6 separate regions of the Mus musculus genome follow, and regions 2, 3, 4, 5 and 6 are each linked to region 1. The links are chromatin contacts, called in public HiChIP or PLAC-seq and promoter capture Hi-C maps. All regions are on one chromosome and are shown on one strand. The core of a region is the stretch at or near the end of the contact, and the rest is flanking DNA. Distances in the headings are between cores, read along the strand shown. Region 1 holds the start of Nacc1 (nucleus accumbens associated 1, BEN and BTB (POZ) domain containing). Region 2 holds the start of Ddx39a (DEAD box helicase 39a). Region 3 holds the start of Samd1 (sterile alpha motif domain containing 1). Region 4 holds the start of Palm3 (paralemmin 3). Region 5 holds the start of Dcaf15 (DDB1 and CUL4 associated factor 15). Region 6 holds the start of Cc2d1a (coiled-coil and C2 domain containing 1A).

Region 1 (4,954 bases), core at 1,648-4,147:
CACCGTAACTTTCAAATGGTCAAAATCCTGATGATTCATGCAAGAAGGTGTTTCCCTGAACCCCCAGGAGAAAGGCAGAAAGAGCAGAGAGCCTAGAGCTTTCAGGAACCTAAATGAGGTGTGGATGAAGTGGGAAGTGAACTTTGTGAGTGATACTCTTCCCCCCAGGCCTGAACCTCCACTCACTCTGGATTCCCTTGGCCCCAAGATGAATTCGAGCAAACTCTGTGATCACAGCACACCTGGAGGAGGGGATGGTAGGGAGGTGGTCACATTGTATGCCAGCTCCTTAGCTGTGGCCCAGGTCCTCAGTCCTCCCTTTGACAGTTGAAAAGGTTGTTGTCCCTCCCTAATCCATAAAGTCCCTTCCTTACTGCCCCAAATTCTAGTAGAGAAATCCCATCTCAAAGGCTAAAAATGCTAACTGCTCTATCTTTAGTTAAACCCAGAAAACCGTAAGGTGACTTTTGCAAAGTCCCCCCCCTCTTCAATTCAATGTATGTAAACTGACGTGAAATTTGACTTGCAGAAAAGTAACAGGTCTGTGTGAATACAACTACAGGAATTAACTCTCGGAAGTCAAAGTCCACGACCACATTGTAAAGGGAAAAGGGGAGCCACACACCTTGAACACAGGAGGACCCTAAAAGGAATGTATAGTCCTGGCACTTAATATAAAAATCCGGTATGTGCCTTCATCTTTCAAGATGTTGGCCTTCGACTAATGCTGACGCCTCTCTACCAACTTTTCTCTTCCTTTGAGTGCCGCGTCCCGGACTGATATTCTCGTACAACCTCTACCTAACTGACCAACTCCCCTTGGCCAAGCTAACCCGCGACCCTTGCTCACGTCAGGTCCCGGTTGAATTCCTGCACCGGGTTATAGAAAACCTCGTTAGCACTGGGAAAGACGATTTTGGCGGCGCCCTCAGTGACAGTCGCAACCGGGTCCGCGGGTGGGCGCTCTTCCCAGGACCGGGTGCCGTTCTCCATCGCTGGTGGAGAGGGAGGCTTCTGGGCCTTCCGTTCCATGAACTGAGCTCTACAGAGGCTGTGGGCCGGACGGAGAGGACGGCTTAGCCACAGGATCGTCCTCGCGAGGGACATCCGCGGGCGCCTCAACCCGCCTGCCGTTTTCGAGAGAAGGGAAAAGGCATAGGGAGGTCAGAGAGCTGCATTCTGGGGCGGGGGTGGCCTCTATATCTATAAAGTAGAAACTAAAATCCGGTGGCCTCCATAACATCCTGCGTTCTCGAGGGCACTGGACCCAACAGAGGCTAAGGCCCGCGGCTCAGATTTCCCAACACACACACCCGGACAAACTTCTCTCTTCGGCTCAGGTTTCCCACCACACCCACACACCCACCCACCCACCCACCCACCCGGACAAGCGTCTCCCTTCCGCTCACAGGATCCAACGAGTCACGGTGCATGCTTCTCGCATTAGGGCCTGGGAGCCGCCATGTTGGCAAAGAGGGCGGGCCAATCACATGACAATAACTGACCAATTAGAGACATTACCTACAGTGGGCGACCAGGGTCAAGACTCTTCTAGGGAAGGAAGTGCGCAGGCTACACTACACCAGTGATTCTTAATAATACAACTCTTCTACAAGGGAGTTTCACTAGTTTAATTCAGGGCAAAAAGCGGAGGCACTCTGCACCTTTAGATGTCTTCTGTGTGCACCTTGTAGGTTAACTCAGGCTCTAGAATAGTATTCACTGTCTTTGAATCTCAGTCCCACCACGTACTCTGGGCAAGTTAATTAAAATGTAAGGCTCCTATTTCCCTTACCTGTTAAATAGGAATCTTAGCTGTCAAGGGCAAAGATTAAATAACCGAATGCCTGGGAAGTGTGCAAAGGAGCCACTCAGACTGAGTGTTGGCCTAATGTATGCATCAGGAAAATATGGAGATCCGGGATGTGAGAGTTATCTTAGCTTGCCTTGCTATATGTTATCTGTTAATTGGGGGTAGAGGGCACTCTTAATCCAGGTTGTCCTGGAGTTATATAGCCCAGGGCAGATTAGAGTTTCCTGCCTCAGTCTCTCATATGGTGAGATTTCAGGCATTTCTACCAGGCCCAACGGTACTTATTTTGTTTCAAAATTTTATTTTTTTGTTATTTTTGTGTATGTGTGCAGTTGTGTGTAAGTCCTCAAAGAGCAAAAAGGTGATAGTTTCTAGAACTGTAGCCATCTGACATGACTGCTGGGAACTGAACTCTATTCAACAAGAGCAGTACACACTCTTAATTTTTTTGAGACAGGGTTTCTCTGTGTAGCCCTGGCTGTCCTGGAACTCACTCTGTAGACCAGGCTGGCCTCGAACTCAGAAATCCTGCCTCTGCCTTCCAAGTGCTGGGATTAAAGGTGTGTGCCACCATTGCCCGGCCAGTAGACACTCTTAATCCAGTCCGCACTCTTCTGTTCTTGACTCTGCTACCCATCCAAAAAGTAGTCAGGCCTCTCTAACATTAGTTATAAGACGTATAATTATCTGAGTTAGTGCAAAATGCTAACAGAACTTCACATCGCATAAGCATCCTGAGTTTTCACTTTATTAACCTCTTGAACCTAAGTTTAAATCTTCGTATTCACTTTCCTGTGATCTTGATAGTTTACTCAGCTCAGCTCCATGAAACCTCATTTCCACAAAGAGCCTAAACTGTTCCTGGAACAACAGTTGTTCTCATTTTACAAGAAACTGAAGCTCCAAGATACAGAGCAACCTGTCCCGCAGTCACTCAACTTAGCCCGTCTACAGAACCGAGACCCGGGAGGAAAGAGGAGCTGGTGAGAACCGAAGCGCTCGAAGCGCGGCTAAGCTTGCCTAAGGGGCGGGGCCGAGGCAGTTTTCCTCCCTGCCGGCAGCGCCGTGCGCTTCCTCGGCGCTCGGCTGGGGCGGCCTGGCCCACAATGAATGGCCGCCGCGGCTACCACTGCTGCTGAGGCGGAGGCCGCGGAGGCCGCAGAGGCGGAGGCCGAGGCCGAGGCGCAGGGAGGCGCGCCCCGGGCCCAGGCCCGGCCCCAGCTGCCGCTGCGGAGCCCGCCGGGAGGCCCCGGAGCGCGGCCACAGCGCAGGTGAGATGGCCCGCCCCAGGCCCAATTCCGGCCTCCTCCCGCCCGGGGCGGCCCGAGGACATCAGAGGTTCCGGCGGAGGGCCGAGAGGCGAGGCCTCCGGGCGCCCTGCTGCGAACCAGAAGCCGAGCCCGCGGCGCTGACAGCGGCGGGAGGGCAAGAGTGAGATGGCCGAATCTCAGCTGGCGGCCTACAGCGTCCAGCCCGCGGGCCCGGCCCGCAGGGCTTGAAGGCCGCTCGGGGGAGGCGCGGGTCGCGGGATCCTTGAAGTCTCAGGGCCGGAGGGGGTAATCGCGTGGAGCCGGCAGGCGAGGCTGGAGGGGGGAGGGGAGGCCTCGGGCTGGCGGGGGGTGGGAGGGCGGAGGGCTGCGCCGCCCGAGGGAAAAGGCCTGGAGGGGTGCGGGAGGGCCGGAGCTTGCAGGTAGAGGGCGCTGGGGAAGGGGGTGGGCGGGTCAGGTTACAGGCCTTGGGGGGAGGTGAGGAAAAGCCCGGGAAGTTAGACTTGGGGGGGGGTGGGCGGAGCTTGCTCGAGTGGGGGCGGATTGGAGAGAGCCCTAAGATATTTGCAGGGGGTCGCACGAGGTCAGAGACTAGAGATGTGCGGGTAAACTCCGACGGGAGGGCATCAGGTAAGGCTGGGCGTGTTGGGAGTTTGCAGGCGGCCCAGGGCCTATGGTTTAGGATGTGGGGAGCAGGTTAGGAAAACCTGGTGTGAGCTAAGGGATCTGCCCCCCCCACACACACACATCTCCGTATGTTTGCTTAGGGTCAGAACCGGGGGGGGGGGGTTCCTCTTTCCCACGCCTCTTCTCTGACACCTTGGCCAACTGCTAACAAGGACAGGCCAGCGGCTGGATGGGAGTTAGCGTGGGCTGCACCGGATACCTAGTTCAAACATCTTGTTTTCGGTGTGTATGGCCCCTACTCAACCCACCGCCCTACCCCACCCACTATGGAGGCAGCCCAGCAGACATTACCTGATTATTCTAGAGTCCTGAAATCGTTCTCAGCCTTCTGGCGCCGGAACCTGGGGGCTCCAGTCTAGAAGATGAGCCCTCACAGCGTTGCAATACGCCCTAGCTTTCCAGGCCCAACCTGCTGCCTGGGCCTGAATTCTGTCTCCTCCTGGGAGATAAAATATTCTGTCGCCTCCTGGGATGGTGACTGCCTGAAGCTCTGTTGTGTCTTTGAGACAAAACAGGTACCTACACATCCTGACTTGTGCCTGGGGGAGGGAGAAGGAGGGCTCCTGGTCCCAGGGCCTTCCCTCCCTCCTTGGTGCCCCTTCTAGGGCAGGTTGTATGCTAAGCGTGGAACCAGCTAGTTCATTGATTACTCGCCACCGCTGGGTCTTTGGCTTTCTCTTTTCAGAGAAAGAAGCTGGGGTTCGGGGCGGGGCTTGTCCCTGGTCATATGACTAGACTGTGGCCTATGCCTATTAAGTCAAGTTCGCCCTCCTTGGGTATCAGCAGAGAAATTCCTGCTGTTCCAATTCCCTGTTGGAGTCTTCTTGGACCTGGCCTTTCCTGGGCTCTCTAGACCGGCTCAGTCAATCCCCTTGCAGTAGTTCCAAGGAACTGTGTGTGGGCTTCTTCATCCTGCTCATACCTTCTCTCCCATCCCGCATCTGGGAGTCAGGGGCACGGGGCTCATGAAAGTGCTGGTTCTGCTGCAGGAAGTGGTTGTAGAAGAGGGTGGTAGTGGTTTGGGAGTGAGATTTTGCTTTGCCTGGACTTTGTGCGCCTTACTTTGGTTTCTTAGCACACTGCTCCAACTCTAGACTAATTGCAAGGTTAACAGTGTGTTCCTTGTTTTGGAAGGGTAAAGTTTTTGTTTTAGTGTTGTTTTTTTGGTTGATGTTACTCTAGCTCA
Region 2 (4,954 bases), core at 978-3,477, 970 kb after region 1:
CCTGGCCTTTTACTTTGATTCCTTCACTCTACCATTCTCAACACCCACCCAGAATGGGAATAAATGCTGAATTCCTTTTTATAGCCAAATATAAGATCATGTGAATTGAACCCCAGTGCTCTGAAAGAATGAAAGAACATGTGCTCTTAATCAATCAGCCATCTCTCTAACCCATCCAGAGGTTTTCTTTTTGAAAGGTGGTGAAGCATATTCAAGTTGATTGTGCTGATGCCACAGCATGTAAGAATATCACGGGTGTCATTTTTGGGTTACATTGTTTTGTCTGGATCACACCAACAGCCTCCTCAGTGTCCACTGATCCCTATGCTACACAACTCCCACAGCAGGCAGAGGGAGCCTACTCCAGCTACATCACACCTGGCTGTCACTGTGCTGTACGAGTCCCCCACATCCACACACCCCTACACATACACAAGTGAAAATGCTTAGGTATCAGTCCTTAAAGCACTAGACCCCAGCAAAGGTTTAAAGCAGAGACAGCTAGGAGAGGAGAGCTGAGCAGGCCCAGGGCCTGTGTTGTGTACTTCAGTTGCTAACTAGGCTTGGAGTTGAGTGATTCAGTAAGAATTTGCTCAAGATGGAGTGGAAGATAAGAGCAACAGCAGGGAGAAACTAATTCACTGAAAGGGAATTAGCTGGGTGGGGTACTGAAGTCGAGAAGATGAGTCACCAAAGAGCTCAAAGCCAGTCCTGGGGAGAAAAGAATCACACATCTCTGGGTTCAAACACCTGAATGACCAAGATGTACCTATTTCTATTTGAAACTGAGTCTCATGCAGGCCCTCAAACTTGTGTGTAGCCCAGACTAGCCTCGAATTCCAGATCCTCCTGCCTCCACTTCCCAAATGCTAGAATATATTAAAAATGAATTCTAAAAAATGCCTGAGACAGGGACAGACAGATCTCTAGTTCCAGGCTAGCCTGGGCTACACAGTGAGATCTTGTTTCAACAACAACCAAAAAACTTTTAAGTTCTAAGACTGGCTAGGCAAGGTGGCCAATGTGGCTTAAGAATTAATGATGCTTTCACACGACCTGAGTTAGGTTTCTCAGTTTACATCCTTCTAACTCCAGGGTCAGTACTTCCGGCCTCCTAGAGCACCTGCACACAGGTAGTCATTCAAATATTTACACCTAAATAAAAAACTTCAAGAACAACCTCGATTTCAGGAGAACCTATCTTCTGGCCTCTCATATGTGTACTCTGTCTTTAGGCAGTACTGCTTTAAAAACATTTATTGTGCTGGTGAAAGGATAAATGTGAAGCCGGGCTTAGTGGGACACGCCTTTAATACCAGACCTCCGGGGACTGAGCCAAGTGGACCTCAGTGAGTTCGAGCCCGACCTGGTCTTCAGAGAGAGAGTTCAAGGACGACCAGGATTATGTAAAGAGATCCTGTCTCAAGAATCTAGGCACACAAAAGGTTCCGGGAACTAGTTGAGGCGCAACTCGGAGCGTATGGCCCCCCACCCCCAATACGTCAGGCCTTGCTTCAACCAGGAAAATGAAACAAGTGAACCCAGACTGTCACAGACCTAAAGTTTCAACTATAGGTCCAGGCAGACCAGAGGCAACGGGCTGAACCGGCCTCACACCGGGAAAGCGACGCCGAGTGAATGGCCACGTTCCTAAGAGGCGCGACACTGGCCTTCCGCATCAGAGTCTGGAGAAGAATCTCCTGGGCGAGCGGCGGAACAAGACGGGAAGCCGGTGACTGCAGACTCGGGACGTCTGCCCAGATAGCCTGAGTCCTCTCGCCGTGACCGAAAACGCAGTGTGGATCCGCCCGGTCCCTCAATCCCACCACGGTACACATGGGGCCTCCGAGAGCCGCCATTCCCATCACCGTCCCCGGAAGCCGACCTACTAACGGCTGGCCCGCCCCTGGCGCATGCTCAATGGAGCCCAACGGCCGCCGGCTCGAGGTGCCTAACCGTCCCGCTGCTGTGCGCCCACTCCTCCCGCTGCACCGCGCCCCGCAGCTTCCCTTTCGGCGAACCCACAGCCCCGCACCGCGGCCCCGGCCTCGGGACCCGCCACTTACCTGCCGCCCGGTTCGCCTCCGCGAGCTGCAAAGAGAGCCACCCGTCCGGTTCTACGCCGCGACCCTGGACGCGCGCTACAGTGCTTCCTGCCTGGAGCCCAACTCGAGTCTCGCTCACTGGATAGCTGGCTTATCACTCAACAGAGGAAAGGATGATGGTTGGTTTATAAGGACGCTGTCGACCGGCTATTGGGCGTACCTAGACTCAGGTTCATTGGGCAGTCGTAAAGTAGGCGTGTCCAAAGGGGGAGTGGGCTAAGCGGCGGTTCCCGCCCAGTCACGTGAGATGAGTTAAGGGCCACAGTGGATACTGCCACTTTTAGCTGGCATCCGCACGTTAATTGCGCGTGTATGTGCCCCAGCTTTTTAAAGTGTCCTTGCCTGCCTAGCTTAGAAGCCCTGACTCTTTTGTTTGGTTGTATCATTTCGAGACAGGGTTTCTCTGGGTAGCCCTGCTGTCATGGAACAACTCCATCTGTGACCAGGCTGTCCTCAAGAGATCTGCCTGCCTCTTCCTCCATGTGATTGAAGGTGTGAGTGCTGTGATTAAAAGCGTCCACCACCACGCCCAGCCCCCCTTTTTAAAAAGATTTATTTATTTTTGGTTTTCGAGACAGGGTTTCTCTGTGAAGCCCTAGCTGTCCTGGAACTCACTCTGTAGACCAGGCTGGCCTCGAACTCAGAAATCCGTCTGCCTCTGCCTCCCAAGTGCTGGGATTAAAGGCGTACACCACCAGGCCTGGCAAGATTTATTTATTATTACATCTTAGTACACTGTAGCTGTTCAGACAGCACCAGAAGAGGGCGTCAGATCTCATTACAGATGGTTGAGTCATGATGTGGTTGCTGGGATTTGAACTCAGGACCTGTGAAAGAACAGTCAGCGTTCTTAACCGCTGAGCCATCTCTCCAGCCCTTGTTTTTCTTACCCCTACATTGTACCACCACCAAAACAAAAATCCCAGGCCGTAAACTGAGCTCATAGTTCCAGAAAGCCAGCTCTTTGGGGATTGCAGAAGAAAAGCAGCTGCCTGACCCCAGATATCTGGTGATAGAAAAAGACCTTGTCTAAGGAAAACAGCTAACCCCCATTCTGCCCCTATGAAACCTTCTTCTCCCTTCCCCATCCTTAGCTATAAAATCCCCAGCCTGAAACACAATCTACATTGTCTAGATCATGGTACTGAGAGGCTACCTGCCAGATAAATAAACTCTAGATGTTAATGCTGTCTACACTCATCCTTTCTTTCCACAAACATAATTCTTTCTCTCTCTCTCTCTCTCTCTCTCTCTCTCTCTCTCTCTCTCTCTCTCAAAACAAAACAAAACAAAACAAACAAACAAACAAACAAACAAACAAAAACCAGTCAGAGTGGCACAGAACTTTAGTCCCAGTTCTCTAGAAGCAGAGAACTCTGCTTTCAACTAGCCTGGTCTACATAGGATAGTTAGAGGCAGGCAGAATTCTTTGAGTCCAAGGCCAGCCTTGTCTATACAGTAAAGTCCAGGATAGCCAGGGCTACAAAGAGAGACTCTGTTTCAAAACACAAACACAAAATGAACAAACAAACTGCCCACACATCTAGATTCCATCCCTGCAGAGCTGAAACCACTCTTAGTTATGACCATGGCAACTCATAAAAGAAAGCATCTAGTTGGGGGCTTGCTCACATTTCCAGAGACTCAGTCCCTTATCATCATGTGGGGAGCATGGTGGGACGAGTGGGAATGTCTTACTTTGTACACTGCTCTGTTGGCGTGTTTGTATCTGTGCAATGGAGATCAGCGAGCCCTGAAGAGCACACGCATGTCATTAAGGCTGGGCAGCAGCACCATCTCACTAGCCCTTTATTTTTATCTTTTGTTTATTGAGACAAGGTCTCACCACATAGCTCTGTCTGGCTTGGAAATCATGTAGATCAGGCTGACCTTAAACTCATATATACACCTGCCCCTGCCTTCCAAGTGCTGAAGTTAAAGGTATGTGCTACCTTACCCAACATACTTTATTTTATATCACTCAATTGCCAAGGCTACGCTGAAGTCACCATCTTCCTACCTCAGTCCTTCAGGTGCTGGGATGACAAGTGTCCCTTGCCCAGCTAGCTAGCTTTGTAATTAGCAGGGTCTCAGTGTTTCTAGTTTCCTTATTTGGTGTACTGAGGGTGGACTCAGGGCTGCCTGTGTGCCAGGCAAGCCCTCTGCCACTATCTACAGCTCCAGGCTTTGTTTTGGTATCATTTGTTTTAGGAGTTTGCTTTTTAGCCTTTTAAAAATATTATATATACGATCCTTTTGCCTGCAAGTATGCACGTGTACCACGTGTGTGCCTAGTAGCCCCAGAGGTCAGAAGATGCCATTGGATCCCCTGGAACTGGGGTTACAGACAATTGTGAGTTGTCATATGGGTACTGTAGTGGCTATTCCTGGTTGTCAACTTGACTATATTTGGAATGAACTACAATCCAGAATTGGAAGGCTCACCAGTGACCCTTATCTGGAGGCTTGGAGATAGAAGTTTCTGATCTGGATCTTGGTATGGAGATCTTGAGGCATAGTAGCTATGGACTCCAGAAGATTCAATCTCCGAGTTCAAGGTCATCTGGGATTAAAGGTGTGGTGGAACACACCTTTAATCTGGGCTACACCTTCTGCTGGAGACAATATAAGGACATTGGAAGAAAGGAGTCTTGCTCCTTTGCCTGCTTGCTGTGTGAGACTGAGTAACTGCTAGATCCTTGAACTTCCATTCACAGCTACTACTGAACCATTGTTGGGAATTGGGCTGCAGACTGTAAGTCATCAATAAATTCCTTTACTATATAGAGACTATCCATAAGTTCTGTGACTCTAGAGAACCCTGACTAATACAGGTACCAAACACAACA
Region 3 (4,954 bases), core at 760-3,259, 690 kb after region 1:
CGCCCGGGACTGCATCAGAATGGAGAGCAACAGTGACCTTGACACAGCTCTGATTGCCTAACACCCAGGTGCTAACCCCCAACGCTCCCAATGCCTCAACTTACGGACAGCCAAAAGGTGTCCCATCAGCCCCAGGTAGAGCTGGTTTTCCTGGAGGCAAAGGCACCGGAGATGGAGAATCTGGAGCTGCTCCAACACAAGCTGGGAAAGGAAAAGCAGAGGGCAGTCAGGCTAGGGATCACAGCTCCCTGCTCAGCACTGCCCCAATCCAGAGGGGGCCTTACCTGATCCCCCTTCTTTATTCACAGCTGTCATCGGGAACACCTGCCGTGTGCAGCTGCCAGGTGCTGGTCCCCGTCCTTCATCCTGGCCCTGGTAGGGTCCACAGGGCGACCACTCCTTGACCCTCTCCTTAGCACTCTGAGGGCCCCGCTCTCCATTAATCTGATGGTGCTGAGCACCTGCGGGGCGGTCACTCTCGGGCACTTCTGAGCCCTCAGATACATTGTCCTCCTCCTCCTCCTCCTCGTCTTCATCCTCATCTTCCTCTTCTTTCTCAAACACCCGTTCTTCTCCACCTCTCTGGGGCCAGAGAAAGAAGCAGGCAGAGTTAGAGCTCTTCTAGTCCCAGATGAAATCCAGTGTCCGACGCCACCTTTGACAACAACACGGAGTAACTTTTACGCTGTGCTGTCGTTTCCGTGCCAGGTTCTGGGTTAATAAAGCCCTCAATAGCCAAGTCTTACTAAACTCGTTCAACTACCCCCAGGGGTCGCTACTGTCAGCAATCCACGTTTACAGCCGAGGAAACTGAGGCTCCCGCAGATCAGATCACTGACCAAGACCACCGCGTTCGGAGTCCACGGGGACCGTGGGCGAATCCCGGCCACCTGACGTCCCGCTCCCTCCCGGGACTCTGGTCCCCGCCAACTTCGCCCGCACCTGCCCGGTGCGCTCACCTTGCTCCGCGCCGCGCGTGCGCTAGCGGCCGGCGGCGCCCGTCCCGGCCTGTCTCCGCGGGGTAGCGCGAGCGCTCCCAGGCGGGTGCGCTCCAGACGGCCTCGCGCCGCTTCCTCTTCCAGCAGCCCCTGCACGCGGCCGCGAGTGAGGCGGCCGCTGGCGCCGCCACTGCCCCCGAGGTAGCGCACGACTTCCCGCAGGCTCACGGGCCGCGCCGGGCCGCCCGCCCGCGCCGCGCCCCCCTCCGGCGGCGGCTGTGGCTGCGGCGGTGGCGGCTGCTGCTGCTGTGGCGGCGCCGGCGGCTCCCGGGCGGCGACGGCGGGCGGCGGTGCACGGCGCGGGCCGGCTGGGGGCGCCGCGGCCGGGGGCGCGGCGGGCGCTGGTGGCGGCGCGGCCAGGGGCGCGGCCCGCTGCGCCCGGGGACCCGGCTGCGCGGGGCCGGGAGAAGGGGGCGCTGTGGCGGCGGCCGCGCGGGGCGCCCGGGTCGGGGCGGCGACGGGCGCGGGCGGCGGGGCGGGCGTGGGCGGCGGCGCGGCGGGGCCCCCGCGGGGGACGCGCGGCGGGGCGGGTGGGGTGGCTCCGCGGCGGGGCGGCTGGACGCGCGCCGCGTTGCGGTACGAGATGCTCCCCTTGTAGCTGACCCGGAGCACGGCGCGCTGCTGGATCAGTTTCTCGAGCTCCGCGCGCGTGCGCTCCGGCTCCGGGCCGTGCCGCCGCCGCACCATCCGGCAGATGCGCTCCAGGTCCGGCCGCGCCTTGCGCGAGCGCAGCGAGTCGATGGTGTCCAGAATCCACTCTTGGTAGTGCGGGGAAGCGGCGGACGACGAGGCGGCGGCCGCCGTGGTGGCGGCCGCCGCCGTCTCCGGCGGGGGTAGGGCCGGGGGCCCCGCCATGCCTCCCGCCCGGCCCGGCTGCACGGTGCGCGCTGCCTCCCTCCCAGCGCGGCGCCCCCTCCCCGCTCCCCTCCCTCCGCCGCTGCCCGCCTCCTCCGCCTCCCCCCGGGGGGCGCAGCGCCTCGGCGGAGCGGCGGCGGCGCTGCTGTTTCTTCGCAAAAAAAAAAAAAAAAAAAAAAAAAAAAAAGCGAGAGAGAGGAGAGCGCGCGAGAGAGACAGAAAAAAAAATAGTGAGAGAGAAAGAAAAGAGGAAAAAAATATGCACACACTCACTCACTCGCACGCACGCACACAACAGCCCCGCTTCTGCTGGGCGCGCGCGGGGCCGGGGATGCGAGGAGGGAGGAGGGGAGCGCGGCGCGGCCGGCCCCTCCCCGCCGCCGCCGCACGCGCGCCCTGCGCCCGGGACACTCCGGCCCCCCTTCCTGCTCGCCCTCCCCCGCTGCCCGCCTTCCTCGCTCCCTCCCACCCCCACGCGCCCGCTTTTAAGGTGGAGCCCGGGCCCCCGCCCGCCCCGTGTACCCGTCGCTCTAGCTCACTCCGGCTCGCTCCGGCCCCCCCTTACAACTCCCGCGCGCTTTTTAAGGAGGCGCCGCGGAGTTGGCGCCGGAGCGGGGGCGGGGAGCGCGGCGGGCGGGGGAGGGGGAGGGGAGCCCAGGGGGGAGGGGACAGGGGCGGGCGGGGCGCGCGGGCGGCGTTCGGCCGCCCTCCAGCCATTGGGCGCGGGACCCAGACGTCCTCGGCGCCCAGCCCCCTCTCCACGCCTCTCCGCGCTCAGCGCTCTCGGGACCGCACTTACCGGGAACTAGCCGCGCCGCGGCCGGACGCGCCTCGCTCCTGGGAAGCCGCGGAGACCTCACCAGCGGCCCTGCCGCGCCTACATGAGGGCTTGGGGGCGCGCGGGGCTCCCCTTTTCTCCTACCCTGCTAATCCTGCTGCTGTTTGGCCGAACCGGTCCGAGTGGCCCTCTCCAGTGCCCTCTCTGTCCCGGACTAGACCGAAGTAGGGGTGGGAGCAGATTTGAGGGCCCCGAACTCAGGGTCAAAGGACAGTTTGCCCACCCCACCCCTCCTTTCTCTGGCCAGGCGGAGGAAGTACAGGAATTCCAGCCAAACCTGGTTTCTCCAAGGTCCCGAGGCCGGGGTCTCCAGAACCTGGACATTGAGGTTCGAAATTCCCTTTCCAACACCCCAAGGGTGTGATCGAAGTCGGGAAAACCAGCGACACTTTTATTTTAAAACAAAACTTTATTGGTAATAGTTTTCAAATATGTTTACAACAGCACACTGTTCAAGAGGAAGTCTCATCCTTCGAAGCACACAGGTTGAACGACCCCCTCGTCCACCCGGGGCCCCCACCCAGGCCTGAGAGCTCCTCCTTTTTGGGAGAAGTTACGAGAGGGATAAACACAGGGATAAATGGGGTAATTTCCCCAGCAGCTCCCCACCTTTCTATTGAGAGAAAAAGCACAATCAGACTTGGGGTTGCAGTGAGTGGGGACGCACGGCAAGAGGTGATGGACAGCTGACAGCTAAGCTAGAAGCGAGGCGCCCAGGATGGGGGAGGCTTCTTAAGGGGGCTGATGCACAGGACAATTGGCATGAGACCACTGGAAAGGGGGGCCGGGAGGCTAGCAGCTCAGGGCGAGATTCCAAGCCCAGTTCCTTCCTTGACAGGGTCAGTTGGCTACCCGGGTCTCATCAGAATGGATTTAGGGAGTGAGGAGGGTGTTTGGGGAGGGTGGGACAGTTTGGAGGGTGGGAGGCACTGGTGGAACTTAATTTAAATGAAAAAAAAAAAAAACCCCACTGGCAAGCAGCCCTCTGTACAGGTCATAAAATCTCCCTTTCCAGGTAGGGCTGCATGGAAGGGAAGGTTGGCGTTACTGTTCGTTCATCCTTAGTATCCAGTGCTAGGGTCGGGAAGGAGGCTGAATTTGGGGCCCTCTTTCCGTACCCTGCCCCTGGATACACCAGCAAGATTGGGTATGGCTGGAGCTAAGAAATTCATTGAAAACAGGCAGGGAAGGGTGGAGAAGAAGGGAGAGGGGGAGCAGCTGATGTTGCCCCTTCCCCAGTATCTGGAGCGCTTTCCTGCTCTCCTTAACCCTGGGGGTGTGGAGTGGATGTTAAATTAGATGCATGGAACTCTAGGGCCCTCTGGCTGTTCGATCCAACCCTCCCACCCCCAACCGGAAAAAAAATAGAAAGAAAAAGAAAAAATGAAAGAGAACCCAAGGGGCACAAGCACACCCCTAAAACTCAGTAAACTCCTTGCCACACTTCTCATTGATGGAGACCCGGATCTCTTCCTCCTCATAGTCGTCAAAGTTACTCGTGTCCCCAGGGCCTTTAAACTTTGGTATGAAGGGAGCTTCCACCTGGATAGGAATCAAAACCACCCAGATCACATTAGCTGACCTTACCATCACAACAATAAAGGTGAATGGCTTAATATTCAAACAACACTTGCTGTGACCCAGGCCTGAGCTCAACATTAAGGTCTTCTCTGCAACCCAACTTATCAAATGGAAGTCACTTCCCAGAGGATATTTCCTGCCTAAGACCACAAAGTGGCCAGAAAAACCCAGTATCCACCATGTATAGTCCCTTACTGGCTTGAGGAAGCCTTCTGTTTAGTCTGGAACTTAATGGGCTGTCTATGCTATCCTAGCCGTAAGTCCAACTTTGGGTATGGGAAAAAGAAGCCCACCTTTCTCTGATAGATGGCAATCCAGTCAGTCGTGGCAAACCACTTGTGGTTCTTGATGTCATTGACCCCGTTCTTGAGGTTCCCAAAGCGCTTGGTGAGATCCACCTGCAGAAGGTTCCGCAGCAGGTCCTTCAAGTCAGAGCTGAAGTGGGATGGGAACCGCACCTGGAAGGGGTGTAGATACGAGTGGGGCGCTGCTCATAGGCTTTGGGGGTCCAGAATGCCACCTTCTCCATTTTTGACACAATTCCCACCCCCTCCTCTGATACCGCAGACAAGGTTTCTCTGTGTAGCCCTGGCTGTCCTGAAACTCTCTGTAGACCAGGCTGCCTTCAAACTCAGAGATCCACCTATCCTTCCAAGTACTGGGATTAAACGTGTACACCACC
Region 4 (4,954 bases), core at 1,822-4,321, 670 kb after region 1:
CCTGGACAAGATGGAACTCGGTTCTTCACAGAGCCACACTCACGTCCTATGGGGTAAAAACATTCTCTACCCAGATGGGGCAGGCCACAAAGAAGCCTGAAGAACATCTGAGGATTCTCAGGGCTCTGGGAGTGTAACACTTACAGCGATGACCTCCAGCCGCTGCCGATAGAGGGCGCTCTCCGCCATGACCCTGGAAGGAGAGCACATGGGCTCAGAGTGTTTTCCCGGGACCCCATCCCTCAGCAGGCAGGCTCCTAAGTGTCTCTTTTCTAACTCAGAACACTGGGCTGCCAAGAGAGAACCGAGTGCTTTGCCTGTTTTCCCCTCTCCATCAGGGAAGAACCTAGAGTCTGGAGAGAGAAAAAGGAGAGTCCATGACGCTAAAGCTCCATCTTACGTCTTTCTTAGCCTCGGTCTCATCTGTGAAATGGGCAGGGATAGCTTGACCCCAATTGTGCAAGAGAACAATTTGAGTAATTCCTGCACTTAGTACACCTTATACTTAATTACAAGAACTATCTCTACAGACTCCCACAAACATTCACAAATCCTGCCAGGCTCCAAATATGGTGTATGGGTAGTCCATATTCTCTCTGAACCTTATCTTCTACTCTGTAGCCCTTAGCCCTAGGGTGTGGGGTATGAAGGAATGTGGGGGAGAGAAGTAACCATTAAGCCATCACCATGGTAACTCCAGGGCTGTCTCTTTTTTACTTGTCTACCCCCTTCCTGCTGGGGACAAAGGTCAGTGGGGCATCCTGCCTAGTTGTGGACTTAGAGCTTCAAGAAGGGTGATTTGAGGTTTAAGGTTTAACCTGATATTTCTCCACCATTGTCTTAACTGAATTCTGTCAGCATCCCTGCTTCCCAGCTTCCAGGGAGGGGGAACGGGGGACTCTGGATCTTCAGTTAGGGGACAGGTATTATCAAAATAACATGATGAGCACTGAGCAACAGTTGTGGGGCTGTGCAAACCCCATATCTGCCAATGGTTCTAAAGGGATATCTACCTGCCTGTCATTCTCCACGCCAGACATGGTGGGCACTGAGATCTTTAAGTGTTTATTAATTTAAATCCTAACATGGGGGAAAGAATCCCAGTAACATTGTCCAAGTTCCAGCTGTCTCCTTTCAGATCCTCCCGACACACCCTGAAGGCATAACAGTGCTATTTATAGGGCTTTAAGTGCCCTGCAAGGCTTCCGCTGGGCCACAAGCCACCTCTGCTCAGGCCCCACCCCTCACCATTTGCTGGCTGCAGTCCACTCTTGCATCTGACATTCCTGCTCAGAACAGACCTGGCCAAAGTAGCCACAAGGCACGTGCCGGTCAGGCTTAGACATGCCCTATCTGTAGAAACATTTTATCTTCCTTGTGATCCTAGAAGGCAAACAGTACTAATGTTCCTGTTTTCCTGAGGGGAAACTGAGGTTCTGAGGAATAGCAAATAGACTCGTCTGAGGGACTGGAGAGGTGGCTCCATGAGCAGATGCCCAGAACAAACTGAAAGATGGCTCTATCCTCCCAGCTCTGCAGCAGCAAACAAGAGCCTGTCTCAAACAAGTTGAGAGTCAGAAACCACACAGGGTTGTCCTCTGTCCACACTAACACATACACACACACTTGTACTCTCACACCCTTGCACACACTCTAGCATGCACATACACTCTTAACACTCATACATCCACACACACACAAACATGTGCACACATACTTATACCTTCACACCTTTGCAAACACTCTCAGATGACACACACACTCACAGAGGACACACACAACACATGTACTCACACACTTTCATACACACACACATACACTCATACACATACACATGCATGCACCCACACCTCTCATATGTACACACACACATTCACAGAAGACATACAAACATGCAACCACACACTCTTATATACACACAGTTACATCCACAGAACACACACATCTACCCACACACATTCACACTCACAGTTATCACTCTTCTACACATTCACTCACACACACACAAATGCATTCACACACACACACACACACACACACACACACAGCATGAGATTGTCTGAAGTCAGGAGGGTGAATGAGGACACGAAGGACTTCTCCCTCAGTGTTGGCAACACACAGTGCAGGGTTCAGGGGCTCTAAGGACCTTCATTTGGATACACATAGGAGGCCAGAGACCCTCCTAGAGGAGGGGATTTCGACTAGGGCAAGGGCTGAAGGTTGCCTGACAGATGTCCCTAGGGAAGTCTAGACTCCTGTTCATCACTCTGTCCTTGGGGGAGGGCTGAAGTCCCCCTCAGCTGTCCCACTCCTAAGATGCTATCTCCCTAACTCTTCCTTGGGGGGGGGGAGGATCGGGTTCCCATTGCTAAGCAACCAGGTTTGTACTTGGTGAATAATGCAATGGAGGGCACAGAGAGTAAAGGACAGAATTGGGGTCCATACTGGAGGGAAGCCCTCTTTCTAGAAGTTTCTATAATCTCTTGGAACCCCTCTACCCATCATTCCCTAACTAAGGGTGGATAATCCCATACTAGGCAAAAGCTGGCGACTGAACCAAACCTCTCTCACTTTGAAAGAGCCTCAGCTAAGGTGAACTCCCCACACGTCGCTCATCTCTTAACTCCAAGGTCGTGCCTCAGCCATAATCGAGTTGCTGCTGACAAGGAGCGGAGGGGTGGCCATTGTTGCCTAAGACTTTGCCAATCTTTGGAGGTTGGGGCGCGCCTTTCTCCCTGGAATCTCTAGCATTTCCTCGCTGCATTCTTGAGAGGGTTGGTGACCAGGATTACACTTGGATGCACATTCTTGGATCCTGACACCCTTTGTCCCCTAACTCTGCAGTAGGCCTAGCTCTCTAGAGGCTTGGCTCTGAATGGGTCCCAGGTTTGGCCACCACGTCCCCTCGTGCTCCCCTCGGCTCCTTAGAAAGGCCAACTGGGGCTCTTAGGCCAGGCCGGTGCCCCCTACCCCAGCCTTTCCACCCCGCCCTCCCGCCCCCACCCCAGACACTTACGTGGGTGTGGCCGGAGACAACACCGGGGTCTGCAGAGCCATCACTGCCCAGCAGAGGTGTGAGCCAAAGGCCCCAGACTGGGCCTTGGTTGATGGGAGGGGGCTGTGGGGCGGAGCAGGAGAGCAGGTCCAGCTGGTTTGGGCGGGAGGCGCGGCCCGGTTGGGGCTGGGGCAGTGCTGGGGAGCGCTATCAACTTCTCAGGATGAATTATTTACCAGCCTCCGGCCTCCACGCTGCGCTAGGCTGCCTCCCAGTTCATATACACGCAGCCACGCCGGTGCTCCAGCAGGTGGGGGACAGCAGCCAAGCACTGACCCGCGGCCGCTGGGGAACACGCGCCTGCGTTGGGCACTCACACAGGAAAGTTTTACTAAAAGCCCAGAGTCATTGGCTCTCCCTTCTAGGACCTTGGAGCATGCTGTAGGGAGAGCTCTCTGACCCGGCTTTCGGAGACCATGGCAACCAAGAAGCCCAGGATGTGGGTCACTGTGGACAATTTGCCTCAGGTTTCAAGGCTTCAGTTTGCCCCGCTGGGAAATGGGAGAATAACTTCAATTGGCCTGCAGGTCAGAAGACCCTGTTGTGCTATTTAATGTTTAAGGGTGGGGGTAGAAATAAACGATAGGGAAATGGCCTCCAATTCACTACCGAGGATGTCTTTCCTTTGAACTCTGTCATTACAGACCTCCACAACCAGACCAGGTTTGATCTTTGTCTTGAAAGAGATCAGCCCTTGTCTGTCTCAGCTAGGTGCTTCAGAGGACCTTGCTCTGAGCAAGGACCCCTTCCCCCACCACACCGAGTGGTAAACTTACCCACATCTAGGCCTCTCCTCTCCTGACCGCTTCAGGGCTCCATGGGCCACTTTTGGCACGTAAAGTTGAGTGTCTCTCCTGGAAGCACAGGCTCCACCATACTGGATTGGGGCTGTCCTCAAGGGCTGGAATGGCCTATGTTCCACAGTCTAGTACAGACTCTTAAGAATCTAAAGATTTGCCTGGCGGTGGTGGCGCATGCCTTTGATCCCAGCACTTAGGAGGCAGAGGTAGGTGGATTTCTGAGTTCCAGGCCAGCCTGGAATACAGAGTGAGTTCCAGGACAGTTAAGGCTATACAGAAAAACCCTGTCTCAACAAAAACAGAGCCAAATATATATACATATATATATGAAGGTTTGATTGAACCTGAATCAAGTAGGTCACCTGACTTGGAATCCCACTTCCAGGAAGGTTCAGGTAGGAGAATGGCAAGGTTAAGCCTCCCTTGGGTTACAAAGTGAGTTAAAAACCAGTCTAGGAAACTTAGTAATAAATTGTCTAGAACTAAGTGGGTGGGGAATGGGGTGTTGGACATGTGGTTTTGTGGTAGAGAGCTTGCTTGGCATACATAAGGCCCTAGATTCAATCCCTAGAACGGGGGCGGGGGAAGTTGAATTTAAGCTTCTAGATTATTCTGAAAACATATTTCTACGACAAGAGGACATATATGTGTGCATATATGAATACATATTTGTATGTGTGCTGGAGTTGAACCTGGTAGGCAGGTCCTCAGCACTGAGCCACACCCCTGCCCTGTTTAATGTCTATACCCACGTGTCCTAGTCCTGTGCACACGGACGCAATTGCTGGTGTCAGTCACCACCGTATTTGCTGAGATAGGGCCTCTCATTGAATCAGAGGCTTCCTCACTTGGCTAGCTCACTGGCCACTAAGGCTTGGGAACACACCTGCCTCTGTCTTCACAGTGCTGGGCTGAGGGACAGGAGCTCCCACGGACTTTTTTTCCGTAGGTGCTGAGAGCCAAACCCAGGCCCTCATGCTTATATAGCAGGAACTCTGGACTGAGGTATCGTTCCAGAGGCTTTGCATGCTTTTTTTTTTTAACAGCATTTTCCATTTGTGGCAATTAGCATATGCACAGTGACAGGCAGCCCTTGCTC
Region 5 (4,954 bases), core at 1,532-4,031, 580 kb after region 1:
TAAAGAAGGGGCCTGTATATGATGGTGGTTAGCTTTAATCCTAGCACTTGGGAGACAGGGGCCAGTGGATCTCTGTAAGTTCAAGTCAACCTGGTCTACATAGAAATTTCCAGAGCAGTAAGGCTACATAGTAAGATCTTCAAAATAAATAAATAAATAAATAAATAAATAAACAAACAAACAAATAAATAAAAGCAAGCAAGCTAAGGAGCACTTGTCATACAAGCCTAACAAGAGAACATAATTCTAGGAGTTGGCTGGGCGCGGTTGGCTGGGCGTGGTGGTGAGCATCTTTACTCCTAGCACTCAGGAGGCAGAGGCAGGCAGATCTTTGAGTTCGAGGCCAGCCTGGTCTACATGGTGAATTCCAGGACAGCCGGAGCTATGTAGAGAGAACCTGTTTCGAAAATAAAAGTAAAATAAAATAAATAAACAAAATAAAAGACCTAGGAATCCAAGACAGGAGAGACTCAATCATAAATGCTGCTTTCTGACTTCCAGAAGCATGCCATAATGTCCTTGCACGCACGCACACGCATGCACGCACGCACACGCATGCACACACACACACACACACACACACACACACACACACACACACACACACACACCAACAGTAACAGAAACTAAAAAGAAAGAAAAAAAACCAAAAAGGTGTTTTTCCTCAGACCTATTATGTGTCATGAGAGCAACATGGCCCACAGCTGACAGTCATACTTTGCTTTTTGGTTAAGGAGCTATCTGCCAGATCACTTCTACTGCCCTCCGTTTACTTTCTGTTTTGTTTGCTATTGATCGACTGATTGACACAGTCTCACTACATAACCCTGGTAGGCCTGGGACTCTCTATATAGACCAGGCTGGCCTAGAACTCACAGACCTTCTGCCCCTCCCTAGTACTGGAATTAAAGGTAGGCAGCACCACGCATGCCCAGCTCCCCTCATTCTATAAAGACACTAATTTAAGTGCCCATACCAGGGAGCAAGTAAGCCCCTCCTCCTAGAGGAAGGAGTGTCTGTAGTAGAAGTTCTGAAGATGAGGAGGGGCAGTAAAACAGGTTTCTCCTTAAAGTTTCCTTCCCCACTACAGCAGCCTTGGGTGGATCTTGCTTCTTAACAGAAATCACAAACTCCAGGCTCAGTGAAAGACTCAGGAGGCAGTGGTTTCCTCTGAGTTTGAGGCCAGCCTGGTCTACATAGCAAGCTCCAGGTCAGCCAAGGCTATACAGTGAGGCCCTAAGAAACCAAAACCAAAACCAAAACCAAAACCAAAACCAACCAACCAACCAAACAAACAACTCATCCCTAAATTAAGGTGGAGAGTGAGAAGACCATTTTTGACCTCTTGTCTTTTCATACACTTTCATGGGCAAAATCTCATCTGTACACTGTGCGCGCGCACACACATACACACAAACACACACACACACACACACACACACACACACACACACACACACACACACACTGCCTCCTTGCTCTTCCTTTCCCTCCTGCTCTGGGTCCACTAGTCTATGATTCAGCTGAGGCTGGGTCTGCACATGCATGGTCATATTTTCTCCTCATGCTGGGGGGAGGGGGGCTGCTAGTGAGCCCTCCAGTCTTTGCATAAAGAAGAGATCACCTAGTAAGTCTCTCAGCAGTGTCCCCATCACTAATCCATACATCATGGCAGGTTAGTCTTGAACCTCTCCAGAAACCTTTGTCTTTGCTGGAATATTCCTCCTCCCCCGCTTCACAAAGCTACTTTGCATCCAACTGCCTTTCTACCCATACCTGGAATTCAAGGACAGGTACTCATTTCCTTGTTTATGACCTGTCCTGTTAGCTGGGTTCTCAATAAACCGAATGTGGCTGTAAAAAGAGCAGCCAGCAGTCTGGGTACACAAGTGCCATGTCTTCAGGGGAGTTCACTTTATGCCTGTTCCACGTGTAAAATAAAGGACCATTGCAGAGATTGAGTGAATGTAGGCAAAACTGGTGCATGAAGCTGTCATGTCCCGTAATATTTATTACCATTATTAATTAGTATGATAGGCTTAACAGGCCTTCCACAGGAGGTGCAAACTCAGAACCACGCCTGACCCATGGAAATTAATTTTTTTAAAAACAGCATGATATCTGTCTGATGCTATCATCGTCATCGTCGTCCGGAAGATGCTTTGTTTTGTTTCTTTGTTTGTTTTTCTGAGACAAGAGTCTCTCTGTGTAGCCCTGGCTATCCTAGAACTCACTCAGGCTGGCCTCAAACTCAAAGAGATCCACTTGCCTCTGCCTCGTAAGTGCTGGAAAGGCGTGAACCATCACGCCCGGCCTGGAAGATGTTTTAAAACGAGCCATTTTTTTCCCCACCGCCTTTTCCTGGTCTCCTCCCTAGCTGCCCAGGGATGCTCCTCAGGCCTCGGCCCTCCCAGCCTGAGCCAGAGCCAGGGCTGGAGATTCTGGCCCTTATGGACCACAGGTTCCCATAGCCCCGCCCACAGGCCGCTGGACGGCCAGTGGTTTCCACGGAAACCCACTCAGGGGCGTGACAATGTCAAGCCTGACAGAAATCTTCGCCTATTCAGTTGAAGTTTTTTGGCCGAGGAGCGCCAAAGTGGTTTCTGAGTGGTTTATCTTTAATGAAGGGCGGGAATAAGGCGGGAGCTGTTACCATCTTTACCAACCAAAAACCAAGATAGCTTTGATGGACAAGCGTAGCGGGAAGCGACAAGGAATGCCGGCTGTCACCCAACCGGCCGGCCGCAGTAAGGAGAAAAGGCCAATCAGAAAGTGCCAGGGGCGGGGCTAAGGGACCGGTTGCTCCGGAAGTGGAGGGAGGGGGTGAAAATGGCGCCCAGCTCGAAATCGGAGCGGAACAGCGGGGCCGGGAGCGCCGGCGGAGGCCCTGGGGGGACCGGGGGGAAGCGGGCGGTGGGGCGGCGGCGGGAACACGTTCTCAAGCAGCTGGAGCGAGTCAAGGTGAGGCCTGGCGTCTGAGGCGAGCGCGCCCGGTTGTGAGGAGGAGGGGACGCGGGAGGCGGCGGAGGGAGGGCGGCGCGGCGAGGTGGGGGGCGGGGCCGGGAGGGGGCTGGGCGGGCCGGGCGGTGGGGATGGGGATGGGTTTGGCGGTGTGGAGGCTGGTGCTGAGGCGCGGGCTGGGCTGGCGAAGGTTGGTGACTTGTGTGCAGCCAGTGAGGCGGGTCACCTGCAGGGGGCCTTGAATGAAGGCTGCTAGGCGAGATCAGTGAAGAAGGAAGGGGCTTGGGTGGCGGAGGCCGGGGAGAATCATGGAGGAAAGACCGGGGATGGAGGCTGATGGGCGGGTTACTGTAGAAGCTGTCCGAGGAATCTGGAGGAAGGGGAGACCTTGGTTTAGACCGATTTTTCAAAGCACTGCCCCTTGTTGGAGCTACCCCCCCAAACCCCTGAAGAGCCCCTGCTACCGACAATGGGCAGCCTCTGTTGGATGCTCCCTGTCTGTCCAAGCTCTGACCATCTCTATATCTAGTGCTTGTACCTAGGTCTGCCTCACTCATTGAATGGAGGAATGTTTCCAGAGTAGGGCCAGGTCTTCTCAAAGTGGAAGCCACTTAGGGCTCTGTCTCCCTTGTCAGAGGACACCTGAAAGGACAGGGATGTGAATAATGTTAGGTGGGCAGCTGTGGAGCAAGATTGTCTATGTGCACAGGAAGTTGGGAACTGGGTAAGGGCGAACTGTGCTTTTTCCTGGTGCTCCCTAAGCAAGGCTGTGGCTCTGCCCTTAGCCTAGACACTCCCTGGGCAAGGGTTATATCCTCTCAGGAAGGCTTGTCTGACAAAGCCATTCCCTTCATGGGTCGAGATGAACTAGGGGCAAGGTGCCAGGCCTTCTTTCCCACTAGATGGCTATCTTTTGAAGGCGGGCCAGAATAGCTCCCCAGTGGTCAGCTTTATGCCTGTTTCCTCAGATCCTTCCTTGGTGATGTTTTAGGGTGTGACAGTTGATTGGCAGTTAATTAAGAAAGGGGTTTTCTTAATAATGGATTGGAGCATTGGGAATACTGGGAGCTTTTGGTTCGGAGGCTCTATAGGTATAGGCTCTTGCCACCAAACCTAATAATGTGTGAGATCCCCAGGAGCCACGCAGTGAGAGGACATAGAGACTCCTGCAAGCTGTCCTCGCCTCTACTGTGAGTTGTAGTCTGCACAGTAACTACATTATCAAGAGAGAGATGGGTCCCCTTGTGGGCTAATTGGGAGCAGGCAGATAAATGCATGGCCCCACATCCTAGTCTCATGCGTCAGTTTTCAGGAAGGAGTCAGTTGTCCCAGTGAGGGATCCTTCCACAGGGAGACGTAGGGCTAGGGCTGGGAGGACTCTGGATCCAAACGGGGCTACGGCTGGGATGTAACCTGGGTCCTTGGTGGGGGTGGGGTGCTTTGTAAGGTCACTTGGCTTTGGTGTCTCCATCTGCCCCAGCAGTGGGCCTGGGGAAGCCTCGGCCTCTGGGAAGGAGGCTGGGAGGCTGCTTGGCTAAAGAGCCCTGGCTGTCTCTTCCCCAGATCAGTGGGCAGCTCTCACCTCGTCTTTTCCGGAAGCTGCCCCCCAGGGTCTGCGTGTCCCTCAAGAACATCGTAGATGAGGATTTTCTCTATGCAGGGTGAGGCTGAAGCTAGGCTGGGTGGTGGCAGGTCGGGCTGTGGGCGTGTCCTCATCTGCCCATTCTGCCCACAGCCATATCTTCCTGGGATTTTCCAAGTGTGGCCGCTATGTCCTCTCCTACACCAGCAGCAGTGGGGATGACGACTTCTCCTTCTACATATATCACCTCTACTGGTGGGAGTTCAACGTCCACAGCAAGCTCAAGCTGGTAGGACTAGGCCCTGCACTGGGCTGACCCTTCAGACAGCAGGCCTCAGCTGCTCCTGTATCAGTCAGCCTGTGTCCTGTGTGTAAATGGCAGTGCTGTACCAGTGGGGCGACCCTTGGAGA
Region 6 (4,954 bases), core at 1,506-4,005, 540 kb after region 1:
AGGCTCGGGGAAACACTAGAAAGTTCTTTTTTTTTTTTTTTTAAATGATAAGCCTTCTCCATAATTTCTATTATTCTTACTAGCCTGTACTAAAGTTTCACTATCTTTGAAGGTGCTTAAGGCTGTCATATTAGTGCTCTGATGAGAAGCAGCTATTAAGAAGTGCTATGGAGGGGTAAGGGGGTGGGGAAAGAAGTGCTATGGAGACGGGTTTGGTGGTGGTATTGTGGTCTCAGCTACTTAGACAGCTAAGGTAGGAGAGTCACCCGAGCCCAAGAAGAATGCAGGGTCAGTCTGAGCAAGAGAGCGTATGGGAGGGAGTACATGTGTACAGGCCAGAACACGATGCCTGGTGTCCTTCTTCAGGAGCCTTCCACCTTGGGGAGTGTGTGTGTGTGTGTGTGTGTGTGTGTGTGTGTGTGTTCACCTGCATGTGTATGCCAGTGCTCTTGCCTGAGCATAGGTGAACATGTGGAGTCAGAGGTCAATATTAGGCATCTTTCTTCATCTGTATCTTCTAAAACAATTTTATTTGTCTTTGAGAGACGATCTCTCACTGAACCTGGAGGTTCCTGTTGTGTTTAGACTAGCTGTCTCCACTTCCCATCTCTAGTGCTGGGGCACAGACATGCACCACCATACCCAGCTTTTATGTGTTAGGAGTCCAAACTTGAGTTCTCTTTTTCACACAGCAAGCACCAAACTCACCCAGCCATCTCCCCAGCCCCGTCCTTGTTTTATGGGGGTCTCTCACTGACCTGGAACTTGCCAAGTAGGCTGTACTTGTTCACCTGCAAGTCATTGGGATTACAAACAAGGGCCAACCATGCCTGGCTTTTTAAACACAGTTCTGGCCACTGGGGTCAAGTCCTCATGCTTATTTGGAAAGCACTTTACTGAGTCACCTCTGCAGCCCCATACTGAGATTCCATTTACAAAGCATCAGAACACCTGGGCTTGGTGCCGCAGGCCTATCATCCCAACACTTGGAAAGCTGAGACAGGAAGATCATAAGCTCAAAGCCAGCCTGGGCTACATGATGTCTTAGTTAGGATTTCTATTGTTGGAATAAAAACTATAAAAACCATAAAACTATGAACAAAAGCAAGTCAAGGGAGAAAGGGTTTATTCCACTTACACTTTTATATCATAGTCCATCACCAGAGAAAGTCAGGAGAGGAACCTCAGGAACTCACAAAGGATATGAAGGAATGCTGTTTACGGGCTTTTGCTCACAGCTAACTGCTTTCTTATGTAATTTAGGACTACCTGCCTCCAGGCAGCACACCCACGAGCTGGACCCACCTACATCAATCATTAATCAAGAAAACACACTACACTCTTGGCTACAGGCAAATCTTTTGGAGGCATTTTCCCAATTGAGAGTCCCTTTTCCCAAATGACTTGGGTCAAACTGACATAAAACTAGTCGGCCCACATGGCAAGAATCCCCTCCTCCATCTCAAAAACATCATAAAAAGTTTAAAAAGGTCACCTTGGGTCTGAGATGTAGTTTCATGGTAGAGTGTTTTATCATGCAGGAAGCTCCATGTTCCATTCCTAGTACCTCAAATAAATATTTTAAAAGCCGATTTGAGGCCAGGTTGTGGTGAATCATACTTTTAATCCCAGCACTCTGGAAGCAGAGGCAGGTTTGTCTCTGAGTTTGAGGCCTGATCTACAGAGTTAGTTCTAGGACAGACAGCCAGGGATATACATAAACTCTGCCTGGAAATAAATTAAAAATAAAAATAAAATAAAAAGCCAATTTGAATAAACCAAATACCTGAGTTCCGCTGTTTCTTCTTATTCATTTTATCTTTCCCTGAGAAATCTGAAAACAACAAACAAACTCTCCAGCTGTTGCCAGCACTGTATGTCCCCATCTGTACCCTGTCTCCCTCCTCCACTGGGCCCATCTGGCAGCCTGATGAGGGGAGTCAGCTGGTCTTCAGCAGGACACTGGGTGGGGCGACAGGTCATAGCCACCTTGGACCATGGCCAGGTAGCCATTCACACCCTTTCCCTGTGTGAAGGAACGATCTCGTCCTCTTCACGGTATCTGCTGGAGTCTCTGGGTTGGAGACAACTACGTTTCTCCCCCACCCACACCCAAAGCTTAATTATCTGGGACATGGGGTACTTGGAAGCTTCAGAGAGGTCTCTGGAGACCCACCAAAGTCACACAAGACTTTAGGAGGGCTACCCCGCGTCAGGAGTGGCTTCCGGCCAATGTCTTCAGACTGTGGGACCCATGGCAAGCCAGAACCAACCTGGGCCACAGCAGTAATGGAAGTTGCTCTGTCCTTAGTCGGGACGAGGTCAACCTGGATCTGATGGGGAATAGGTCGCCTAGGTCACTGGCGTAACGTTCTGAGAAAATACCCACATAGGCAGTCACGGGGACCGCGTGGCAAACTGGCGGTGGGAGACAGGAAGGCCTGAGGCCTGACACTGTGGACTCGGCTCCTGAAGACCTGCGCCACAGACGGGAGAGCAGGAGCATCCACACCCACACCCACACCCGCACCCACTCCACCACAAAGCCTAACAGAACGATGTGCGGCGGTGTGGAGCCACAGACGTCACACTGCCGCGCCCTCACACCTGCAGCTCTCTCTCTTTTTCCCGCCCGTGAGGCCACGCCCCACGCACGCGTAGTACCGACTACACACCTTACGCATGCTCCGCCTTCTCTCTGCCCTACTTTATGCTAGGCGCATGCGCCTCCACGCTCTGACTGCCGGGAATTGTAGTTTAACTAGAGAGCCCACGAATCCAGCCGCCGCGCTCCTGAAGGCCAAGGCGGAAGCTGGGCGGCCCAAACTCGAGAATCCCGGGGGGCCGGGCGCGGAGGAGGGACTCAGGGCTCAGGAACAGCGCGAGCTCTGAGACTCGACTTCGGTGAAGAGGCAAGGCAAGGCAAAGGTGCAGGGGCTGGTAGTCCGGGCTTCGAGCCTGGAAGATGCACAAGAGGAATGGACCCCAGGCACCCCCGGGCCGAGGTGCTGTCACTGCCCGCCAGGTGAGTGTGTGCCCCTCTACCCACCGAGGGGTACCTGCCCACCCTTCCTCAGAGTCTCTCTCCACCCTTCCTCACACTCGCGGGGAGTGCCCCACCCCCAGAAAAGCCTGATCCTCGCCACCAGGTGAACCCTGGTCTCCGCCCCGCCCCCGAGGTGAGGTGTATGGCCTACTGGGTTGGGCCATCCAGCTTCTAGCTTCACACCCCAGATTCAGGGAACACCTGTTGCTGCAGCACTTCCAACCGGGAAGGGAAAGCAATCAGACCGGCTTTTCAGGCCTTTGCATTAACTGGGTCAGGCCACACTCTACACCCATTGTACAGATGAGGACACTAAGGATAAGGGAGGCGCAGAGATCTATCTAGTCAAGGTCACAAGGATGAAGCACCTGGCCAGACAGAAATGTCAGTCCAGAGGTGTACAGGAAAACCTACAAGACTGTGGCCCAGAGCCATACTCCCAGATTCAGGGCCTGTGGGAGTTTGATTTGTCCCATCTTTGAACCAGGGATCCCAGGGCTCTGTGCTCAGGTTCCCCCTGACCTAGGTACATTTGACTGAATGTATTTGTAGTTTGGAGCCTCAGTTTTTCCACCTGTGGAATGGAAGCCTAGAAGAGTCCTTAAAGGGCAGTTATAAAGACTTACTGAGACTATTTATGGAAAAATGCTAGAACAGAGGGAGTGTGGCCGCTGGATTCTTGGGCTCTCTGTGACTAATGGCTTCACTCAATAGGTGAAGCCATGCATAACTGCTAAGATTTGGCCAATTTGGACCTATAGAAAGGGTAATTTCATGTAACTCATCATATTTTGTTGGTCACTAGCCAAAGCAGAAGGGCAGGTCTATAAAAAAGACCCAGTTCTTCAACTTTGCCCCCACTGTTGTCATAGTCATCGTGGCTTTTATTTATTTATTTTTCTCCTTGCCATGCTGGGATGGAACCCAGCTTTGCACATACTAGGGTTAGGGTTAGCACTTTAATGATGAGTGCACCTTCCAGTCCCACACTGGTGCGTTCTCTGCTGCTGGGGAGCCATGTGCATAAAGAACGTTATTGTATGAGGGTGTCTTCCTCAGCCTCCTGGTCTCTCCAAGAAATGGCTTCCTCGTAGAGATTTGGTTCCAGCATCCCGACGGGTCTCTGGGCCTGAGCGGTCTATGGAAGGTCTAACTGGAGCCCGGTTGCTCCCGTAGCTTGGTCTGCTGGTTGACTTCTCCCCAGACGGCCTGATGATCCCCGAGGATGGGATTAATGAGGAGGAGCTGGAGGCTGAATTCCTGGCTTTGGTGGGGGGTCAGCCCCAGGCCCTAGAGAAACTGAAAGGCCAAGGTAAGAAAGATGCTCAACATATTCTTTGGGACTTCTGCTGTGGGCAGTACTTGGAGCTAGGCACTGGGATGGACATGGGGCAGGAAAACAGGAGCCCTACCTTCCTAGAGTCTAGGTTCTGGGTGATCCTGTCAGGGTCAGCTGTGGGTGGAACTGGGTCTTTTCCAATCTGTTTCCTGCCATGTTTTTCTTCTTTGTTGAGAATTTGGTGTGTGTGTGTGTGAGAGAGAAAGAGAGACATGTGTGCAGACACACATGGAAGCCAGCAAACTATGTCAGATTCCCCAGAGCTGAAGTTACAAGTAGTTGTGAGCCACCCCATGTGAGTGCTGAGACCCAAGCTCAGGTCCTCTGCAGGAGCAGGATGTAGTCTTAACTATAAAGCCATCTTCCCAGCTCCTCATAGTTTTCAGTTTATGTGCGTGGTTTCACTATTCACAGTGGCTCTAAGCAAAGTATTGATTGGTGTTTCAATGCATAGATGGTAAGTGTGTGCCTTTGGAAAGTAGCATGTGTGTTAGTTGGTGGCACGCAGGTGGGAGCCACAGGTCCCTTGGTCACCAGTTCATTGTGCATACAGTTCATAAACACAGTAA

What was found. Promoter capture Hi-C pulls out the DNA fragments that hold promoters and counts their contacts. HiChIP or PLAC-seq counts read pairs in DNA pulled down with a chosen protein or histone mark.
Region 2: a contact with region 1 is called in an H3K4me3 HiChIP or PLAC-seq map of bone marrow-derived macrophages, with 8 times the contacts expected there. The contact joins the promoter of Ddx39a here to the promoter of Nacc1 in region 1. A contact is called at or near these places in 4 of 39 promoter capture datasets (HPC-7-derived erythroid cells, cranial neural crest, liver and 1 more), 1 of 484 Hi-C or Micro-C datasets (B cells), 1 of 115 datasets of contacts at active chromatin or transcription factors (bone marrow-derived macrophages) and 2 of 9 other capture datasets (adipose tissue and liver).
Region 3: a promoter capture Hi-C map of embryonic stem cells shows a contact between it and region 1, with 2.0 times the contacts expected there. The contact joins the promoter of Samd1 here to the promoter of Nacc1 in region 1. A contact is called at or near these places in 4 of 39 promoter capture datasets (cranial neural crest, embryonic stem cells and liver), 3 of 484 Hi-C or Micro-C datasets (the G1E-ER4 cell line and embryonic stem cells), 2 of 115 datasets of contacts at active chromatin or transcription factors (the SCID.adh cell line and bone marrow-derived macrophages) and 5 of 9 other capture datasets (adipose tissue, embryonic stem cells, liver and 2 more).
Region 4: an H3K4me3 HiChIP or PLAC-seq map of embryonic stem cells shows a contact between it and region 1, with 7 read pairs. The contact joins the promoter of Palm3 here to the promoter of Nacc1 in region 1. A contact is called at or near these places in 1 of 39 promoter capture datasets (embryonic stem cells), 1 of 484 Hi-C or Micro-C datasets (embryonic stem cells), 2 of 115 datasets of contacts at active chromatin or transcription factors (bone marrow-derived macrophages and embryonic stem cells) and 3 of 9 other capture datasets (adipose tissue, embryonic stem cells and liver).
Region 5: an H3K27ac HiChIP or PLAC-seq map of acute myeloid leukemia shows a contact between it and region 1, with 2.5 times the contacts expected there. The contact joins the promoter of Dcaf15 here to the promoter of Nacc1 in region 1. A contact is called at or near these places in 5 of 39 promoter capture datasets (the 3T3-L1 cell line, cranial neural crest, hippocampal neurons and 2 more), 1 of 115 datasets of contacts at active chromatin or transcription factors (acute myeloid leukemia) and 2 of 9 other capture datasets (adipose tissue and liver).
Region 6: a promoter capture Hi-C map of second pharyngeal arch cranial neural crest shows a contact between it and region 1. The contact joins the promoter of Cc2d1a here to the promoter of Nacc1 in region 1. A contact is called at or near these places in 7 of 39 promoter capture datasets (the HPC-7 cell line, cranial neural crest, frontonasal cranial neural crest and 4 more) and 3 of 9 other capture datasets (adipose tissue, liver and pancreatic islet).

The regions. Positions count from the first base shown.
Region 1 is chr8:84,685,805-84,690,758 of GRCm38.p6, reverse strand. It overlaps Nacc1 (nucleus accumbens associated 1, BEN and BTB (POZ) domain containing), which reads left to right and starts at 2,897. Exons shown (of 6, transcript NM_025788.3): 1 at 2,897-3,084. It overlaps Trmt1 (tRNA methyltransferase 1), which reads right to left and starts at 1,512. Exons shown (of 17, transcript NM_001164559.1): 1 at 1,410-1,512; 2 at 851-1,127; 3 at 187-242. The coding sequence starts at 1,107.
Region 2 is chr8:83,712,450-83,717,403 of GRCm38.p6, reverse strand. It overlaps Ddx39a (DEAD box helicase 39a), which reads right to left and starts at 2,227. Exons shown (of 11, transcript NM_197982.3): 1 at 2,067-2,227.
Region 3 is chr8:83,994,571-83,999,524 of GRCm38.p6, reverse strand. Samd1 (sterile alpha motif domain containing 1) reads right to left here and starts at 2,009. Exons shown (of 5, transcript NM_001081415.2): 1 at 960-2,009; 2 at 285-582; 3 at 105-201; 4 at 1-9. The coding sequence starts at 1,853. It overlaps Prkaca (protein kinase, cAMP dependent, catalytic, alpha), which reads right to left. Exons shown (of 10, transcript NM_008854.5): 9 at 4,566-4,730; 10 at 3,081-4,233. The coding sequence ends at 4,108.
Region 4 is chr8:84,019,591-84,024,544 of GRCm38.p6, reverse strand. It overlaps Palm3 (paralemmin 3), which reads right to left and starts at 3,071. Exons shown (of 7, transcript NM_028877.1): 1 at 3,017-3,071; 2 at 145-193. The coding sequence starts at 3,057.
Region 5 is chr8:84,102,624-84,107,577 of GRCm38.p6, reverse strand. Dcaf15 (DDB1 and CUL4 associated factor 15) reads left to right here and starts at 2,781. Exons shown (of 13, transcript NM_001357322.1): 1 at 2,781-2,961; 2 at 4,525-4,622; 3 at 4,697-4,832. The coding sequence starts at 2,830.
Region 6 is chr8:84,145,718-84,150,671 of GRCm38.p6, reverse strand. It overlaps Cc2d1a (coiled-coil and C2 domain containing 1A), which reads left to right and starts at 2,755. Exons shown (of 29, transcript NM_145970.2): 1 at 2,755-3,025; 2 at 4,223-4,358. The coding sequence starts at 2,966. 4930432K21Rik (RIKEN cDNA 4930432K21 gene) reads right to left here and starts at 2,634. Exons shown (of 9, transcript NM_029045.2): 1 at 2,274-2,634; 2 at 1,787-1,834. The coding sequence starts at 1,814.